Linked DNA regions of Ovis aries: region 2 is linked to region 1. A link is a contact called in public Hi-C data. All regions are on one chromosome and are shown on one strand. Each heading gives the region's core, a stretch centred on a gene start, on an enhancer-like site or on the middle of the called end of the contact. The rest is flanking DNA. Distances are from core to core; before and after follow the strand shown.

Region 1 (3,141 bases), core at 21-2,520:
AATCTCCACACTGTTCTCCATAGTGGCTGTACTAGTTTGCATTCCCACCAACAGTGTAAGAAGGTTCCCTTTTCTCCACACCCTTTCCAGCATTTATTGCTTGTAGACTTTTGGATCGCAGCCATTCTGACTGGCGTGAAATGGTACCTCATTGTGGTTTTGATTTGCATTTCTCTGATAATGAGTGATGTTGAAAATCTTTTCATATGTTTGTTAGCCATCTGTATGTCTTTTTTGGAGAAATGTCTATTTAGTTCTTTGGCCCATTTTTAGATTGGGTTGTTTATTTTTCTGGAATTGAGCTGCAGGAGTTGCTTGTATATTTTTGAGATTAGTTGTTTGTCAGTTGCTTCATTTGCTATTATTTTCTCCCATTCTGAAGGCTGTCTTTTCACCTTGCTTCTAGTTTCCTTTGTTGTGCAGAAGCTTTTAATTTTAATTAGGTCCCATTTGTTTATTTTTGCTTTTATTTCCAGTATTTTGGGAGGTGGGTCATAGAGGACCCTGCTGTGATTTATGTTGGAGAGTGTTTTACCTATGTTCTCCTCTAGGAGTTTTATAGTTTCTGGTCTTACGTTTAGATCTTTAATCCATTTTGAGTTTATTTTTGTGTATGGTGTTAGAAAGTGTTCTAGTTTCATTCTTTTACAAATGACTTCCGTGAACTGCAGCACGCGTCCTTATCCTTCACTATAGCCTGCCTGCTTAGGAGCTGATAAACCAACATCACAGGATTATGAACACCATCTGTAGAAGGCTTGCATGAGGACAAAGGCATGTGAAAAACCCACCACCCCAGGCAGAAGTCCCATGGAGACAAAATGCCTGGCCCTGTGACCTCTGACCTCCTGAGCCCCGTGGTTTCTTAGGTGTCTTAGTCTGGAAAGAGCAAACGTCCCCTGGGGCTTTCAGGGTGGTGCCTTGCCACCGCTGGCAGTCTGCTGCTGGCCTGCACATGGGGGACCAGCAAGCCTCTGGCCAGGGTCAGCCACATCCTTCTGCCTCAGCCCAGGGACCAGGGCATCCGCTGGCGGCCGGCAGTGCCTTCTATAGCCTCCATTGGGAGCGTTCTGGGCAGGCATTCATCCAGCTCAGGCTGCTCCCTGCTGGGCTTGCTTTGAAGGGCTTCTGGCAGTAGGATGAACCACAAATCGATTGGCTTCCTGCCTGGATTCTATCCAGGTCAGCAGCCAGGCCAGAGCAGGACTGTTCAGAGGACAAGGAGGAGCTTGTCAAACACAAACCAAACAAGAAGATGGTGGAAAGCAGAACCCAGAGGGGCCAGCCTGTTGCTTGGAGGGGCTCATTTGTTCCCCCAAAGTGAGGAGGGGAGGCTCAGGAGCAAGCAGGTCGCTAGGAGAGTGCAACACCTTGACCCATGTCCCAGCCCCAGGCCAGTCGTTCCAGAGCAATGGAGGAAAGGAATGGCCGGCAGCCCAGGGCCGTTCCACCTGCCTGCTCCTTCTTGTGCAAACAGCCCCAGGCACTGGGCCGGCACTTCTGTACCTTTTATGATTCAACATGCACAGGCTGTTTTACTGTGACACTGACTTTACATACTCAGAAGGTGAAGCTCAGCCAAGCAACAGTGGCGAGGCCTCCCCACCTCAACACTCAGCTCCTGCTGGGCGGTGTCCCCCTCACAGTGGCCCAGGCCCCATGGTGAGATCAGACCAACAGCCACCCCATAGGATGTCTGCACCCAGCCTGGCCAGGCGGGAGTGCTCTCTACCTGGCTGCCTGCTCCCGAACAGCCTGTCCTGGAACCTGCCGGACACCCTAGCGCTTCGGCTCTCACCAGCCATGTGACTCCCCCTGCCCCAGGACCTGCTCCACTTCGGGGACCAAAGGCACCCCCACTTCAGATGTCCAGTCAGACCATAGCGCGATGAGCAGTGGTTTTGCCCAGCGTGGTCTATTCAGGCTCTGTCACTGGATGTGATCAGGCCCCTTCCTCTGACCTTGTAGACTTGCCCAGGCTTCAGATCCCCCTTACTCCCCTGCCACGCCGTATCTTTCCAGTTTTCACCCAACTGTCCCATAACCACACACAGCAACTGGGCCTCAGGCTTTCCCTTTCTGTGAGTTTTATGAGTGTTCTTCTTCTGCTAGTTGTACCATGTTTCATGGACATGATGAGCCCCCATTTGCCCTTATTTTACGGACAGTAAGTTGTTGCTTTTCCCGGCAGCATGTTCCACCTTCCCCCCATTCCATGGTCTTCACCAAGCCCTGGTTCCCCCTTTTACCATGGACAGGACCACCTCTGCTTTCCACTTATCACATGGACATGACTAAGCCCTCAACTTCTCCCTTAACTGTGGAAACAACCCATCTCAGCCCTCTGATTTGTGAATGGAACACTGCTGCCTGACTCGTCTTGCCCCAGGGATGTCGTCCAGTCCCTGTTCCTCACTTTCCGTGGACAGGACCAGGATGCTGTGTTCCCATTGGTCCACGATCTTGCCCTGTTTCATCCTTACTCTTGGAAAGGACTAGAGCACTGCTACTTCCTCATTTCACAGATGTGACCAAGGCTCTTTTTTTTCCCCTTAGGCATAGACTTGATGAGGCCTCCTACTTCTTCCCACTTCCTCCTTTTCCTTGGATATGTTCATTCTCCTTTTCCTTTTCCTGCCATTTGACCAGGGCCCCTGTTCTCCCCTTATTCCATGCATATAATCAGCCCACATTTCTTAAGCAAAACTATTTGGTATGTTTGTGGGTTTCCTAACACGGCCCTTGGATATCACCTTCCCCTTCCCAGGTCCACAGACTGGTGGTGTATCCAGGGTGGCTGTACATCTAGACGTCTGGGGCGGGCTGAGCTGGTCCAGACCCAAGCACTCTCGTACATCACTCAGAATCCTTCTGTATCTGCTTCATGATTGCACACCTGCCATCCGGGCTCAAGTATTGTTGAGGTTGCCGCCTCCCTGAGCTGGACAAATCATGAAGCCATGGGGTCTGGGAGGACACCCTGCCAAGTATAGTAAGACTTTCACACTGGAGAGTGGTCTAGGTTCCAGGACACTTGGGGTCCAACGGGCCATGGGTGTGTGTGTTCAGAGTCATGGCAGAATCATGGGGGAGGGTGTTCTGGCTTGAGAACAGGTTCCTCCCTTCATTGTCTCCACCGTA
Region 2 (3,194 bases), core at 406-2,905, 590 kb after region 1:
GAGTCAAAATCACTACCACTTATTGCTCACTAGTAAGTACTGGGCCTGTTCCATACCCTGTGTGCCTGGTCATCACAACCCAGCCCCTCAGGTGGGTATTGTGCCCTCTAGTCTACACAGGCAGAGAAGGCAATGGCCCCCACTCCAGTACTCTTGCCTGGAAAATCCCATGGACAGAGGAGCCTGGTAGGCTGCAGTCCATGGGGTCGCTAAGAGTCAGACACGACTGAGCGACTTCACTTTCACTTTTCACTTTCATGCATTGGAGAAGGAAATGGCAACCCACTCTAGTGTTCTTGCCTGGAGAATCCCAGGGATGGGGGAGCCTGGTGGGTTGCCGTCTATGGGGTCTCACAGGGTCAGACACGACTGAAGCAACTTAGCAGCAGCAGTCTACACAGGAGAATGCTGAAACTCAGAGGAACAGAAAAACTGGACCAGTAAAGAAGTGGAACCTGGACACTTAGACCCCACTGCCCAGTTCAGGCCTTGGTCAGGAAGACCTTTCCTTAAACAGCCCCTAGACTCCCATCTATCCCATTACCCACTTCCTCCTTGACAGGCAGCCCCTCTGACCGCCCCCGCATCTGGCTGCTCACACTCCAGGCCTAGCCTGCCTCCTTCTTCCCTTAGTTGCTGGGCCTTTTGCCCCTGGCGGGCAGGGGCATGGCTGGCAGTGTGAACCCCAGTCCCAAGTCTGGACAGAACCGTAGGGGATTCAATCTCCAGTAGGGGCCAGAGAGGTCAGACTGGCGATGGAGCTGGCTTCTGAGACCTCGGAAGACCGGCCCCCTGGGTCTTCGGGGTGAAGGTGAAACTGAGAGCGGGTAGGTCCCACTGCTGCTTCCTTCCCGCCCGCCCGCCCGCCCGCGGGCTGACTCCGGCTGCCGGGGCGGCTTCCTCCTCCCCGCCACCCGGCGAAGCCCCGTTTGTTTACATGGGCAGGGCTGCTCCCCAGGCGGGTCGCCGGCCGGCACCTGGCGGTAACAACGGCCAGAAGCTTTTCGGTTCTGTCGCCGGCCGGCCCCGGGGGCGGGAAGTCCTGCTCCTGGCGCGCCCCTTGCCTTCCACCCCCCGTGCGGCACGCTCGGTGTTAGGGCCGGTGGGGGCCACCGTTAGACTCGGGGCGGGGGGGGGGGGCGCCGGGGAGCGCGAGCCACGACCGAGGAGTCGGGGCCGGGCCGGCGGGGGGGGGGGGGGGGGGTGGCCGCGTCGCTTGCCGGGGAGCGATGCCGGAGCGCCGAGGAGGGAGCGTGTGGAGCCGCCGCACGCCGGGCTCGGGGTCCCCTGGGCGCGCGAGCTGGGGCGCCCCGGTCCCCAGGCCCACTCACCAGACACGTTTAACTGGCCTCCCAGGAACCAGCTGATCCTGCCGCTGCGGAAGTCGCAGTCGCTCACCGTGTGGTAGGGGGTGTCCCACACGAGAGCGTCCCGCGCCAGCGGCCCCCAGAAGGCGGCGGGCTCGCGAGCTGCCAGCTTGATTCGCTCTTGGTAGGAGCCGGGCGGCGCTGCGGGGGCGGAGGCGCTGCTCCAGAGCCGCGGGGCCGCCAGCGCCCGCACCCCCACCCCGCGGAGGCCCCCCAGTAGCCGCCCGACGCCGCGGCCCAAGCAGCGCGCCGCCATCGCGCCTCAGAGTCCCGCGCCTCAGAGCCCTGTGGCAACCGGGCGCCCGCGTGCCCGCGCCCCGCCCCGGCCCCGCCCCGCCCCAGGCCCCGCCCTCCTGCCAACGCCCCGGCCCTCGCCCAATCCCGCTCCCTCTCCCAGTCCTCGCGCGCTCGCGCCCCTCCCTGGCTCCGCCCCCGCCCCGCCCCTCCGGCCAGCGCCCCGGGCCCGCCCTCAGGCACCGCCCCCGCCCCGCCCCTCCCAATCCCTCAGCTTGCGCTCCAGAGCTGAGCGCCAAAGGAGGGGGAGCAGCTGGGGAAGGGGGGCCTCCCGGAGCGCAGGGTACGGGGTCCCGGGGCGGGCTGCCGGCGCTTGAACCGGTGCGTCCTCCAGCTCCGACGGCTACGCGGCGCGGGGAACCGCAAAGATGGGGAACCCGGGGACGCAGGCTCTTCCGAGTGCGGGAGCGATCACGGAGCCAGCGAACCACCAGTTAGGTCCATTCAGCATCTCAGAGGCCGAAGGCGTTCGTCTCTTCGTGCGCCCTGGAAAAGGAACACGCAGGTCTGCCTGCACCGGACCCCGGCCAAAATATACACACACAAGCAGCACCCCTGCTCCGTGGACTAAGTGGGGTCCTCTACCCAAGAGGCCGTGGGGGTACCCAGGGAGGTGGTCTAGGGTCCACCGCATTCCTGTGGCAACGAAGCAAACGCCCGGGGGTTTCGGCCTGCTGCTACAGCTTCTGTGTCCTGGGTTCAAAACCTGACGTTTCTAGCTCTCTGACCTCGGGTGAGTTCCTTAAAGGTCTCTGTGCCTACACCACCCCGGCTACTGAGCTCCCTGGGTGTCCCTCCCAGACTGCAAGTTTCAGACACCAACTCATTTATTCTTATGCAGCCCTGGGGAGGGGGAAACGCATGATATCTCTCTCCCCCAGCTGTACCCAGGAAGCCCGGGAATGGAGGCTATGTCCCAGTTATCAAGCCAGGAAAGATAGAAGGGAACCCACAGAAACTTGCCTCAGCCAGACTCGAATATCACAACACCCACAAACTAAACACATAATAAATAAGATAAACAGAAGGGAGAGGGGAATTTTGAAAGTTGGTTGGTTGAGTTCCAGCCCATTAGCTGTAAGAGGAACTTCTGCTGTCAGCCCCAGTGTGTGTGTGTGTGTGTGTGTGTGTGTGCCCCCTCTCCTGTGCGCCTGCGTGCACTTGCCTGCTTGCACATGGTGCCTGCTTTTTAAGGCTGCGGGTGCTGGGGTCCAATGAGAACAGTTAGCACTTACACATGGGCGCTGCTCTGTGCCAAGTGCTTGACCTGCATTTTTCTACTTAATTTAAAAGTTATCTGGTGCTATCAAGTCATGCCCACTCTCAGCTCCCAAGTGGAACATATGAGGACGCTGAGCCCTAAGAAATAAACACGTGCTGGGCAGCAACCCCACTCCCGCCTCAATTTCTGCTTCACCACTTGGCCTGAATCACTTTTTTCTTTTTTTAAGCCTCACCACACAGCATGCAGGATTTTAGTTCCCCAATCAGGGATTGAACCTGGGCCCTATGCAGTGAGAGCACAGATTCCTA

The links. Hi-C and Micro-C count contacts between places; a contact is called where the count stands out from the background.
Region 2: a contact with region 1 is called in a Hi-C map of hypothalamus, with 5 times the contacts expected there. The contact joins the promoter of ACSS1 here to the promoter of CSTL1 in region 1. A contact is called at or near these places in 4 of 16 Hi-C or Micro-C datasets (hypothalamus, mesenteric adipose tissue, omental adipose tissue and 1 more).

What each region holds. Positions count from the first base shown.
Region 1 is chr13:41,639,715-41,642,855 of ARS-UI_Ramb_v3.0, forward strand. It overlaps CSTL1 (cystatin like 1), which reads left to right and starts at 1,271. Exons shown (of 3, transcript XM_027976423.3): 1 at 1,271-3,141.
Region 2 is chr13:42,228,425-42,231,618 of ARS-UI_Ramb_v3.0, forward strand. It overlaps ACSS1 (acyl-CoA synthetase short chain family member 1), which reads right to left and starts at 1,656. Exons shown (of 13, transcript XM_042229650.1): 1 at 1,332-1,656. The coding sequence starts at 1,623.